Regions from separate parts of the Sus scrofa genome. Here regions 1 and 3 are each linked to region 2. The links are chromatin contacts, called in public HiChIP or PLAC-seq maps. All regions are on one chromosome and are shown on one strand. Each heading gives the region's core, a stretch centred on a gene start, on an enhancer-like site or on the middle of the called end of the contact. The rest is flanking DNA. Distances are from core to core; before and after follow the strand shown.

What was found. HiChIP or PLAC-seq counts read pairs in DNA pulled down with a chosen protein or histone mark.
Region 1: a contact with region 2 is called in an H3K27ac HiChIP or PLAC-seq map of alveolar macrophages. The contact joins two enhancer-like sites. A contact is called at or near these places in 1 of 5 promoter capture datasets (fetal liver) and 1 of 2 datasets of contacts at active chromatin or transcription factors (alveolar macrophages).
Region 3: a contact with region 2 is called in an H3K27ac HiChIP or PLAC-seq map of alveolar macrophages. The contact joins two enhancer-like sites. A contact is called at or near these places in 3 of 5 promoter capture datasets (fetal skeletal muscle and liver), 1 of 47 Hi-C or Micro-C datasets (fibroblasts) and 1 of 2 datasets of contacts at active chromatin or transcription factors (alveolar macrophages).

What each region holds. Positions count from the first base shown.
Region 1 is chr6:6,704,310-6,708,371 of Sscrofa11.1, forward strand. The region is part of intron 3 of CMIP (C-Maf-inducing protein); the gene reads right to left. Among named protein-coding and RNA genes, the nearest start is that of PLCG2, 100 kb to the left of the region's middle. Within about 2 kb of position 1,467, at least 38 of the 83 cell types and tissues checked have an H3K27ac peak or open chromatin away from gene starts, as enhancers often do. A contact at or near this core is called in alveolar macrophages, where this site is marked.
Region 2 is chr6:7,004,762-7,008,783 of Sscrofa11.1, forward strand. It overlaps a transcript of BCO1 not described here. Among named protein-coding and RNA genes, the nearest start is that of GAN, 17 kb to the left of the region's middle. Within about 2 kb of position 2,075, at least 14 of the 83 cell types and tissues checked have an H3K27ac peak or open chromatin away from gene starts, as enhancers often do. A contact at or near this core is called in alveolar macrophages, where this site is marked.
Region 3 is chr6:6,641,734-6,645,581 of Sscrofa11.1, forward strand. No RefSeq gene overlaps it. Among named protein-coding and RNA genes, the nearest start is that of PLCG2, 41 kb to the left of the region's middle. Within about 2 kb of position 1,773, at least 52 of the 83 cell types and tissues checked have an H3K27ac peak or open chromatin away from gene starts, as enhancers often do. A contact at or near this core is called in alveolar macrophages, where this site is marked.

The sequences.
Region 1 (4,062 bases), core at 217-2,716, 300 kb before region 2:
GAAAAAGGTCACCAACCCACGGCTGAAAAGGTCAAGCCCAGCCAAGAAGTGAGAGCACAACGCAGGTCAGGATAACGAGCCGTCAGGGAGACGCAGGCTCAGACCATTAAGAGACATGGCTCCACCCCGCCAGGCTGGCTGTCACCAAAAGAAAGGATGTCACCAAGGGTCGCCAAGGTTGTGGAGAAGCTGGGATCCCCGTGCACTGCAGCCGGGACCAAGAATCAGGACAGCACCGTCGGGAAACAGTCTGACAGTCTCTTAAAACGTTCAACAAATTTACCATATGACCCAGCAATTCTGTTCTTGGAAATCTATTCAAGAGAAATAAAAACAGATTCTACATAAAGACACGCACACCAGTGGCCACGGAAGCATTATTCACAGCAGCACCAGACTGGAAACAACCCAGATGTCCATCAACTGATGAATGGGTAAGCAGGACATGGTATATCCAGACAATGGAATAGTATTTGGCAGTAAAAAGGATGGAACTACTCCTGCATGCCACGAGACAGAGGAGCCTCACAAACCTTCTGCTAAGTGGAAGAAGCCAGATGCAAAAGACATAGCGGATGATTCCTTTTATATGAAATGTCTAGAAAAGGCAAATTGATAGAGACAGAAAGTGAAAGAGTTATTGCCCGGGGTGGGGGGCTGGCAATAGCGATTAGACTGCTCACAGATATGAGGGCGCCTTTTAGGACGATGGAAATACTCTCCAACTGTACACCTTTATTAAAACCACCGAATCATACGCTGACAATGGGGGGGGGGGTTACGGTATGTAATTCACCGTAAAATTAAGACGTTTTAAAAAGAAATCCCAACCCAGGCAGGTGGGGGACCTGAAGCAAAGCCAGAGGCAGTTCGTGGTGGGAGCGCAGGTTTTGCAACCGGCAGCCTTCAGTTCACATCGCAGCTCTGCTTCATTCACACATCCTCCCATTCACTTAATCCATCTTCCCATCCATCCGCCCCACCACCGAGCCACCTACCCATCCATCACCTACCCGCGCATTATCCATCGAGCCAATCGCCCTACAATAATGACCGGAACCTTGCACTGTGGGGGGCCAAGCATGGGCTTCGGCGCTCAGGACACCCATGCTGAGCAAAGCAGAGAGGCCCCAGCGCTCACGGAACTTACAGGCTATTCCCGGCACCTTACTTTCCTCGCCTGCAACGTGGGAGGAGAACAACCACTATCAAAGGCTTGCTGTGCCTGTTCCACCAGATGACAGCTACACTTAGCCCCCCTCCTGGCTAAAGAGCAGCTCTCATTGTTAGCACCTACCAAGTCCTGAGGGTGAGTGATCCAGAGCAGGCAGGACTTAGGAGGGCTGCTGGTATCTGTGACTAAGCCCCACCCGCCCCTGAAACAACAGCGCCTGGCAGGAAGAGCCTCCCGCCTCCCGTGCATGCGGAAGAGCCAGCCACTCCACTGCAGCCCTCGCCCTCTGCGCGGCCGGCTGGGAGGGGCGTTACCTGGGCAACAGCCGCCATCTCTCCAGCAACGGCTCCCACAGCACAGGCGGCCACAGACGCCCGGGTTCTCCGGCCTCGGAGAGCAGAGCCTGGTGGCTTCTCCACGGGAGACAAGCTGTCACCGGGAAGGTGCCCCTCGCCAGGAGAGGTGTGACTCAGAACGTGCTGGAAGCACGCCTCCCTGTGCTGGGGCTGCCGCGCTGCCGCCTGCCGCAGCCTCCGAGGAGGCTCGCACAAGCACGCATGCTCCCCCCACCCATCATTAAAGGAAAGGCTGCAAGGGAGCTCTTGGAGCCGCTGAGCAAAAGGAGCCTGGCGGGAGCCCGGCTGGCTTTGACGACTTCTTTCCAGGGGATGTCCCCCAGCTGTGCTGCTCAGCATGAGAGCCCCAAGTGGCCACTTCCAGGGAATCTAATAAAAATGAAACATGGCTAAAAAGTCAGTGCTTTGGTCCCACTAGCCATCTTCCAGCTGCGAGACATGTGGCCAGTGGCTGCTACACCAGACGGCGCGGAAAGAGAACACTATCACCACCGCAGAAAGTTCTGCTGGGCAGGCTCTCCTCAGGTCTTGGAGTTCCCTCTGTTGCTCACGCCACAGAGGACCAGCGGTGTGCTCACTGCCTCTCCCGTAACTCAGGCAACGCTGATTTGCTGGGGCCAGTGTGTCAGTGGCACCCTGCCCATCTCCTCCAACTTGCCCCCTGGGGTCTACGGGGGCTGTCCCTGAGCGCCCCTTGCATACAGGGAGAATGACCAAGAGGGGGACTTCTTTGGCTTCCCTGATTCCCAGGTGGGGGCTTTTGATGGCCTCACTCTTTCAAGACTCGCCGAGGCTGGGGATGCTGAACGTGCCAGGTAACTCACCATCCCCGCTAAGCCAGGGGGCTTCTGGGGGCCCCCGACACTCAGGGGGGTGCATTTTTGACGTTCTCTTTAGTCTTCCAGAATGGCTTCCGTGAAAGCCTTTGACCATCAAGCATCACTTTGCCTTCAGATACAACCCAGGCCTGTGACTGGCCCTTGAGTCATCTCTCAACTGCCCATTTGGCCCTCAAGTCTTGACCATCACCCTAAGACCAGTTCATAACCTCTCAGCCTCCATCTGCATCCTGCACAGAGACCCCAGCTGAGCCAATTCAGTTCCTGAACTGTTACTGCTGGTCCAAGTACTCAGCTGATGGATTAATCCATGAATATCCTTCCAGGGGCCTGGGTTTTCTAGGATGGGTGTCAGGACATCCACTCTGAGTGGGGCCTGGGCTCTAGGAGGAGCAGGGAGTGGAGGAAGGGACACAAAAGGAAACACAAGCCTAGCCCTGGCACTGCCCTGTCGGCTGGAGGGTAAGGCATGGCTCAACTTATTCCAACAAAGCCACTCATTCTGACAATACCGGCCGCCACGTGCCCAGAGCTCACCATATCCAGGGACCACTACCTGCAAAATAGGTTGTGACAAGTGACACAAGAGCATTAACTGTTATCGCACTGGAGGGCGCTCGCTAGACCACCCCTGTGTGAAGGGGCTTTATACACACAAATTCTAAAATTGTCACAGCCACTGGACAATGTGAGCAGTGTCATTCGCTCCATTTTATAGATAAGAAAACTGAGGCCAAGAGAGGTGAAGTCAAGTATCTCTTAAGAGCCAGAGCTGAAGTTGGGGCCTTGGTCCAGCTTTGGACCCCGAGGCCCCGACCACTGTGCTGAGAGACACATCTGAGTGCTTTTCCTGCCTTGATCGATGCTGCCACCTCCTTCTGAAATGAACAAGAAGCCTTTAAGTTGGGGAGTTGAGCCCAGGGGCAGTTCCAGACTGGCTGCAGCTGGGCATCCAGCTGACATCTGCCTGGAAAGCCGGGTCCTGGGGAGACGGGCAATTTGTCTGAAAGAGGAGGAAGAGTCTGGCATTCTGCTCTCTAAGCGCCCGCTGCGGGCGGTCTCCCCGCAGCCGTTACTGCTTCCAAGGAAACGGCAGAAACTCGGGCACAGTGTCCCGCTCATCATCTCTGGAGCATCAGCTGGTTGCCTGGGCAACCACGCATCTGGCTGAGGAGGAGATGAACTGGCCTTGGTGCCAGGTGCACAGCTGGGTACCACAGCCTCCCTGGCACTCAGGGCCTGCCGCATCCTTGGCAAAACCCAGTCATCACATGAAACCGTGTCTCTGCACCAAGAAAATTCTAGGTGGCTGCTTTCCTCACTGAGCTCTGGCTCCCTGGGGGCAGGGATCATGCCTTGTTGGTTTCTTCACCGTTGTGTGTGTTGGCTGCAACCGCCGAGGGCAGCAGAAAAAAAAAAATCAGAAATAACAGCCAACATGGATGAAGTGCTCCCACTGTTGCCAGCTCTGTGCAAACCCTTTCCCTCCCCTGTGAGCTTCAATACAGGAACCATGGGGGGTGGAGGGGGCGGGGGGTGGGGGGGCGAGGGGGTGGCGCTTGTGAGAAGGCAGATTCCAACTCAGGGGAGCCAGAAGGGCCTGGGAGTCAGCACTTTACAGTAGCTTCCAGATACGACTGATGCTCTTGAACCCTACCCGAGGGGCTCTTCCACTCCCCACTGGGAGGCAGAC
Region 2 (4,022 bases), core at 825-3,324:
TGTTCTTTAATGAAGCACCCACTGTTTCCCAGTTACTATCCTGAGTCCCGAGGTGAAGAAGTGAGTAAGATTAAGACAAGAGAAGTCGTAAAGGAGTTAGACTTGGGAGTCTCAGGAACCATCTGTGATCTTGGGCAAGTCACCTAACTGTTCGGAGACCCAGTTTTCTCACCCATTAAATGAGAATGGTACCAGGACCTACCTCAGGCCTGTTGTGAGGATTACGTGACAACCAGCACTTAGTGTGAGTTGTCAATACGTGTCAGCTGTTGTTACACTGTTACTCTTATAATAAGCCCTTAATTACAGAAGATGCCCAAACAATGTAAACATCGCTGTTCCTCCCACATTCATTCTGATGGCAATTTAAAGAACCCTGAACTAGGCTAAGACCTCCTGCTTGCCCAGCCTAAGTGGCAGACTGAAGACACAATCAGAGGACCCATGCCTTTCACTGGTCCCAAGCTCCTGGAATGGGTTAGCCTTTCAAGGAACACCAGTCACGCCCAGCCCTCCTGGAACACAGTGGAGGTACCTAAGAGAAGAAAGCCCTGGAAAGTCCTACCGGGGGCTATGACTCTGAACTGAGCGTGCCTATGCTGGGCTCCCCGGGAACTTTGCCAGGGCCCAGGGATGAACGGGCGGGCAGATGCTGAATCTCTACTGGCTGAGGCTTCCATCTTGGTTTCCTTGTCTCTGAACCAAGGCCTTGCTGAGACCAGCAGAGAGCTGCTCAACAGCTGCTTCTCACTGGTTGAAGGGAATATCTTCTGGGAATGATGGAGGAAAAGGAGATACTTTTTTTTTTTTTCTGTCTGGAGGCTTTATCAACCTTAAATCATGACTTTTACGCTGGGACAAATGGGCATCCATGTGCAAAAAAAAAAAAAAAAGGTATAACTCCAACCTCTTGGTATATACAAAAATTAACTCAAAATTGATCATAGACCTAAATGTAAGAGGTAAATTATAACATTCATAGTAGCAAATATAGGAGTAAATCTTTGGAACCACAGATTAAGTAATGTTTTCTTAGGACATTAAAAGTAGAAGAGATAAAAGAAAACTTAGATTGAACTGGACTTCATTAAAATTTTAAAACTTTTGTACTTCAAGGAGTTCCCATCAGGGTGCAGCGGAAACAAATCTGACTAGGAACCATGAGGTTGCAGGTTCAATCCCTGGCCTCATTCAGGGGGTTAAGGATCCAGTGGTGCCTATCATGAGCTGTGGTGTAGGTCGCAGACACAGCTTAGATCTGGAGTTGCTGTGGCTCTGGTGTAGGCTGGCAGCAACAGCTCCGATTAAATCCCTAGCCTGGGAACCTCCATTCGCCATGAGTGCGGCCCCAAAAAGGCAAGAGTCCAAAAAAACAAAACAAAACAAAAACCAACCAAACAAAAAACCCACAAAAAATTTTTGTGCTTCAAAAGGCACCATCAAGAAAATGAAAAGACTACCTACCCACAGAATGGGAAAAAAATACTGCAAAGCACATATTTGATGAGGGTTTTATAATATATTAGTATATATAAAGAACCCTTATGACTCAATGATACCCCCCCAATATCCCCATTTAAAAACAGCAAAAGCCCTAGTTTCAAGGTTAACCCTCTTCCGCAGTCTAGAAACCACCTGGGACTCCCGCTGCCCTTCTTCCAGATTGGAAAATGTTCCTCGATATGCTCCACCAATGCTAACGCTTAGTAAATGGATGTAAGGTAAATGCACCCCAACTGGCTTCATATGAAATTCAATACACTTTTTCTTTTGACAAGGTGATTTAATGTACGGGGTGCTGGGCATTATGCTATACCTAAAAATATGGTGCTAAATAAAAGTCATAGTGCTAGTGAGTATTCACTAACATAAAATAAAAAATAAATAAAGATGGCAAAGGATTTGAGTAGGTATTGCCCCAAAGACAATACACAAATGGCCAAAAAGCACGAGGAAAGCTGCTCTAGGTCATTAGCTATTAGGGAAACAGCAATGCACATCACCATGAGACAGCACTTCATTGCATCTAGGAGGACTAAGATCAAAACAGCAGACAGTGACAAACAGGATGTGGACACATGAAACTCCCCAGCGCTGCTGGTGGAACTGTAAAATGGTGCAGCCACTCTGAAAAACAGTTTGGCAGCTCCCCCAAAATGTTAAACCCATTTATCCTACGACCCAGCAATTCCACTCCTAGGAAGACACTCACGAGAAATGAAAACATTGGTCCACGGTAACAACTTGAACATGCACGTTCCTCAAGACAGCTAAAAAGAGGAAGCAGCTCAGATGTCTCCCAGCTGATGAGTGGATAAACAAAACGTGATCTGTTCATACAATGGAACATTATTTGGCCACAAAAGGAATGAAGTACTGATTCATACGCCAACCCAGATGAACCTTGAAAACATTATGCTGAGGGAAAGAAGCCAGTGGTAAAACCCCCATACACTGCATGACTCAGCTGATGTGAAATGTCCAGACTAGGCAGATCCATGGTGGTAGAAAGTAACGTGGGGTGGTCAAGAACTGGGGGGGGGGGGGGGATGCAGAATGAGGGGTGACTGCTAATGGGTGCAGGGCTCCTTTCTGAGGTGATGAACACGTTCTAACATTAGACAGTGGTGGGAGTTACGCAATATGCAATATACTAAACACCACTGAACTGAATACTTTCAATGGGCGGATCTTATGATATATGAATTCAATCTCAAAAAAAGCTACAGTTAAACAAAATTACTATCAGTCCTTGATCATCCTTGAAGAAACAGGTGGAGACTTCTCTTTGGTTAACGCCAATTTCACTTCTTACTGAGCACGGATAAACCGGGGTTCTGCCTTTTCTGCCTACCATCTATGCCACAGTGCCACCCCCACGGAGGTTCCTGGTGAACTTCTACCCTTACTTTACCAAGCTCTCTCCTGCGCCCACACCCTTCTTTTCATCTGCATTGTCAATTTCACCTGGTAACCTGCTGCCATCCCTCATATATCAGCCGCCCCTGGCTTCCAAGACAGTAGAGGGGGTCCCTTGGGGTTCCCTTTTTAACCGTCATTCCAGTGAATTAGGTTGGTTTGTTCCTTGGTGCTGTGTCTGTCATGATGCTACACACTCCCTGAGGACAGCGGAGTTGCTGTTTCTGTTGACCATATATGCCACCAACTAGAGTCACCACTGAATGAGTAAGTGAATGGGTGAATGAGTGAGTGAGAGAGTGAGTATATGCCTGAAAAGAACAAGTATCTGCATGCAGTGGAAAGATACAGAGGATAAGAAAGACTGGAGCAAAGGAAGAAGGGAGGGTTCCGGTGTGGACCGAAGCTATATTCCCAGGTATCCATTTTTCCCCATTTCCTGAGAAATGTCTACTTCAACAGCCCTGCAGGCACTCTGACCATGTGAACCTCTCAGATTCTAGCATGGCTTCTCAGTTTCTTATGAGTCAAACCCAAACCTCTGGCCTTTCAAAGAACTCCTAACCTTGTTTTTCTACTCTTTGGCTCAGAAATCCATGGTTGGGAACCTAGCCAGAGAAAATGACAATAACAGCACCTGAATGCAGAGTGAGAGGTGAGGTGGACTCTATTTTGTACACACAAGGTCACTAATCTGGTGTTGTTCCCAACAGTCAAAAAGCTAAATGTCCAAGAGCAGGCTAGCCTACACCGTGCCACGTTCCAAAGGTGGAATGATATGCACCATTAGAAGAATTTAGTGATTGGGGAAAATACTTTTATCTTACAGTAAGTGCAAAAAAGCAAGTTAAAAACTGGTGGGTTATAAACTGACCACTCATATGTAAACTGTGCATAGAAAAAATTTGAAAATTGGGGGAAAACCACACCAGAATGAGTTGAGGGGTTTTCTTTTGGTTGGGACTATGGGTGTCTTCTTTCTTTCTTCCTTTCTTTCTTTTTTTTAACATAAACAGGTCTTCTACCATGAATATATATGACTTTTGTAATCAGAGCAAACACACTCCCCAATTCTCCCACTCTTTCCACCGCTCTTTCTTGGG
Region 3 (3,848 bases), core at 523-3,022, 360 kb before region 2:
GTGAGTTTCCAGGAGTCACAAGGGCACCAAGAAGGAAGCAATCCTGAGACAGTTTCCCACTATCATCCCATCCAAAAGGGAGACACCACCCCACCCCACCCCGAGGCAGGAAGCAGTGGGAGATGGGCCTCAGGAGGAGGCAGCCTCGGGGAATGCACACGGGGACCCTCACTTCTGCGGCCCCCACCCTGTTCCTCCCAAAGCACACATTTGGGCTATGAGCACACGCGTGTACCAAAAAAAAAAAAAAAAAAAAAAAAAAAATCCTGTCATTTCAGTCAACAAAGTTGCCATCAAGCCATCAGCTAATGATGCATCTTTTTTTTCTTTTTTTTCCCTTTTTTTAGGGCTACACCCATGGCATATGGAGGTTCCCAGGCTAGGGGCTGAATCCGAGCTGTAGCTGCCGGCCTACGCCAGAGCCAGGGCAACGCGGTATCTTAGCCTCATCTGGGACCTACAGCAATGCTGGATCCTTAACCCACTGAGTAAGGCCAGGGATCGAATCCACAACCTCATGGATCTCAGTCAGGTTCATTAGCCACTGAGCCACGAAGGGAACTCCTAATGATGCACCTTGAGGGGAATCGGGGCTGGAGAAAAACAGGGTACTTGGCCCTAGAGAGTTAAGGATGCCTATCAAAGGAATGATTTCATCAAGCCCAGACTCCAGCATCTCCCCATACATAGAAAGGCACCAAAATCATTAATTTACAATGTCCGGTTTGAGCGATTAGCAGTAGTCTTTTATAATCTCTCTACTATATGTTTTTGCTTCTTTTCCTCCCCCCGCCCGCAAAACTCCTGTGTATCCTGGCTCCTCCATGTCCCCTAAGGACAGTCCCTCAGCGCTGAGAGGCTGCCTTCTTGGCCTCAGTCATGGCCTCACATAAAACAACTCCCAAATTCTAGCTAGTGCTTTTGTGCTTTTTTTTTTTTTTTTAATCAGCACCTCCGTGGCCAGCCAACAATGACCAGACAAGGTCAAGGACAAAAACACTTTAGTCCGCATCTACCTTCAAGCTTTCTTTCCCCCCCACCCCACTTAGGAGGAGGTAGGGACTCAGGAAGGGGAAGAGGCATGAAATGAAGGTGAAATTTAAGTTCTCAAGTAGCCTGGACATTTTGCTACCAAAGGTGTCTTTAAGAAACTGGAGGAAGTCTCTCGTGCCACCGCGGTGGCTTGGGTTCAGTCCCCGGCCCGGGGAACCTCCAGAAAAAGAAAGAGAAATTGGAAAGAAGGCCATCGGGAAACAAGATTTAGAGACAAAGAGAACCGCGTTTCCCCGGCAGGCTCCATCCCTGTGCAGGGGGCCAGCTCCCCTCGCTGGGTCCGGGCTGAGGATCCCAGGAGCTGGCAGTGTTCGGAGGCCTCGGGAAAGGTTCCTTAACCAAGGGCCATTAGAGATAAAACAACGGCGCTAGGAGTGTGGGGGCGCGGGGGGGCCGCTACTGGGGGAAGGGCCGCGGAGGAGGCCGGAGCCGTTTTACGCCAAGGCATCTCCCTGACTGCAAGAGAGGAGATGTGTCTGGTCGACGGGCTTCGGGGTGCGGATGGAGGGTTGGAGGGAGCCCCTCCTGGTACTGGCACCCTGCCCTCTCGCGGGCCGCCCTCGGGGGCAGAGCCATAGGCCTGGGGGGTGGGGGTGGGGTCCAGGGCTGTCTCGCAGCTTCCCTCAACCCCGCAGAGCCGTCCCCGCCAGCCCGAGGGTCTCCTGAAGCTGCAACACGTGCGGATGGCAGCGGGGGTCTCCATGGCAACACTGACGTCACGGGCCCGGAGTCCCCGAACGCTGCCTTCCGCCCCCAGCTCGGCCTGGTGCAACCCCAGCCTCGTTCTGCAGCAGCTGGGACATCTGGGGCGTTAGAGCTGCTGCCCTGCCCTCCTCTCGGTCTTGTCCTGGCCACTAGAGGCAGACAGGTGTGCACTGAGCCAGAAAGGTGTGAGCCGAGCCAGCCGCCTTCCGATCCCGGCTTCCTCCCGGCCCTTTGTCCTCAGCCCGCTCTCCGCCGGCTGCTGGCGAAGCAGCCTTTACTTCCTGTTTCAGTAACAGGAAGCTCCCTCCCGGGGAGAAAGCACATTTTAAGAGAATGCGGGAGGAGGAGCTAGGTCCCTCCCACCTCAACCTCTGCTCCCTCTGGTCCCTTCCACTGAAAGCCCAGGGCTTATGGAAACTACTCCCAAATTATCATATCCCCCTTCCCCAAGACTCAGCCTCTGCTCTGGAACCTTCTACTGCGAGGACTAGGACCTAAGGGGCCCTGCCTGTCTCTCCTGCTGCCAGGGACCCCACACTTCTGCCTCCTAAGAGTCTGTTCCTTCCAAGGCCAGACACTGCCTCAGGGCCTCCGCCCTTGCCCTTCCTCTGCCTGGATGGCTGTTCCCTCCTCCATCTCCCTCCCGGCTGGCCATTTTGGGCTCGCTCCATTTTAGCTCTGTGCACCACTGTTGTGTGCTTACAGGTTTGTGGGAGCTCCCTGGTGGCTGAGCAGGTTAAGGATCTGGTGTTGTCACTGCTGTGGCTCAGATCGCTGCCAGAGCTCGGGTTCAATCCCTGGCCTGGAAACTTTCTCATGCCATGAGTGCAGCCAAAAAAAAAAGCTGTGTGGGATTATTTGTCTAATGGCTGCCTCTTCCCTGACTGTATGCAGTGGAGGCAGTGTGCCAGGCACACAGGAGGTGCTTAATGTATACTTTTTTTAAAAAACTGGCTTATTGAGACATAATTCACATACCATACAATCCACCTAAGTCAAGTGTACATATGGTTTTTAGCTTATTTACAGAGCTGTGCAGGCAACACCACAGTCGATGTTAGGTGTTGTCATCACTAAAAAGAAACCTCTACCCCGCAGCTCTCACTGGCCTTTCCCCGACCCCTCGGCCCTAAGCAACTCTTAGCTGACTTTCTGCCACCATACATTTCCTGTGCTGGACGCTCAGATGGCTGGAGTCTTATAATTTGTGGACCTGACCATCTTTCACTCAGCAGCGTTTTCAAGGTTCTTGCTCAGTGAATGAATGAAGGGGTGTCTGAATGGAAGGCTATGGGAAGCGGAGGAGAGGGGCTCTCCTGGGTGGGATGATGGGCACTGGGTGGAAGGACCTGGGTCTGTTATGGGATCCACATCTCACAGGGCACAGACTCTGAGTGAGACAGTGGCTGAGCCGCCCCAGATACACACTTGATTGTCTTCAGCTTGATGTCAAGATTCCAGGCTCGCTGCCCAGCCTCTGACGTTAGATGTAGGTCGGATGGGCAGCCCACCGCCCCTCGTTCGCTTGCAGAGCTGCTTTCCTTTCTTCTTCCTTTTTTTCCCTCTCTTTTTAGGGCCACGCCTGTGGCACATGGAGGTTCCTAGGCTAGGGGTCCAATTGGAGCTGCAGCTGCCTGCTTATGCCACAGCCAGAGCCACGCCAGATCTGAGCTGCTTCTGTGACCTACACCCGCAGCCTGTGGCAATGCTGGATCCTTAACCCACTGAGCAAGACCAGGAATCAAACCCTATCTTCTTGGATATTAGTCGGGATTCTAACCCACTGAGCCACAATGGGAACTCCTTTCTTTGGGTTGGAATTTTTCATTCATTCATTCATACCATGTAAATGCATGGTTATGATCTACAAGTCTTTACCTTAAATATGAATATACTTTGCTTTTCAAAAATCAACTAAAATAGACAAAGGCTTTCCAGGGGGACTTGAGGCCACACCCGTGAACCTGGCGGCTCTGGACATCAGGGCTGCAGGAGCCCCCCACACCCACCAGGGGGTCCAGCCTGGGTGCCTTCCCTGTGTCGGTCCCTCCCAGACAGCTCTGGGGTGGTCTTGAAACGGAGCAGGAGCC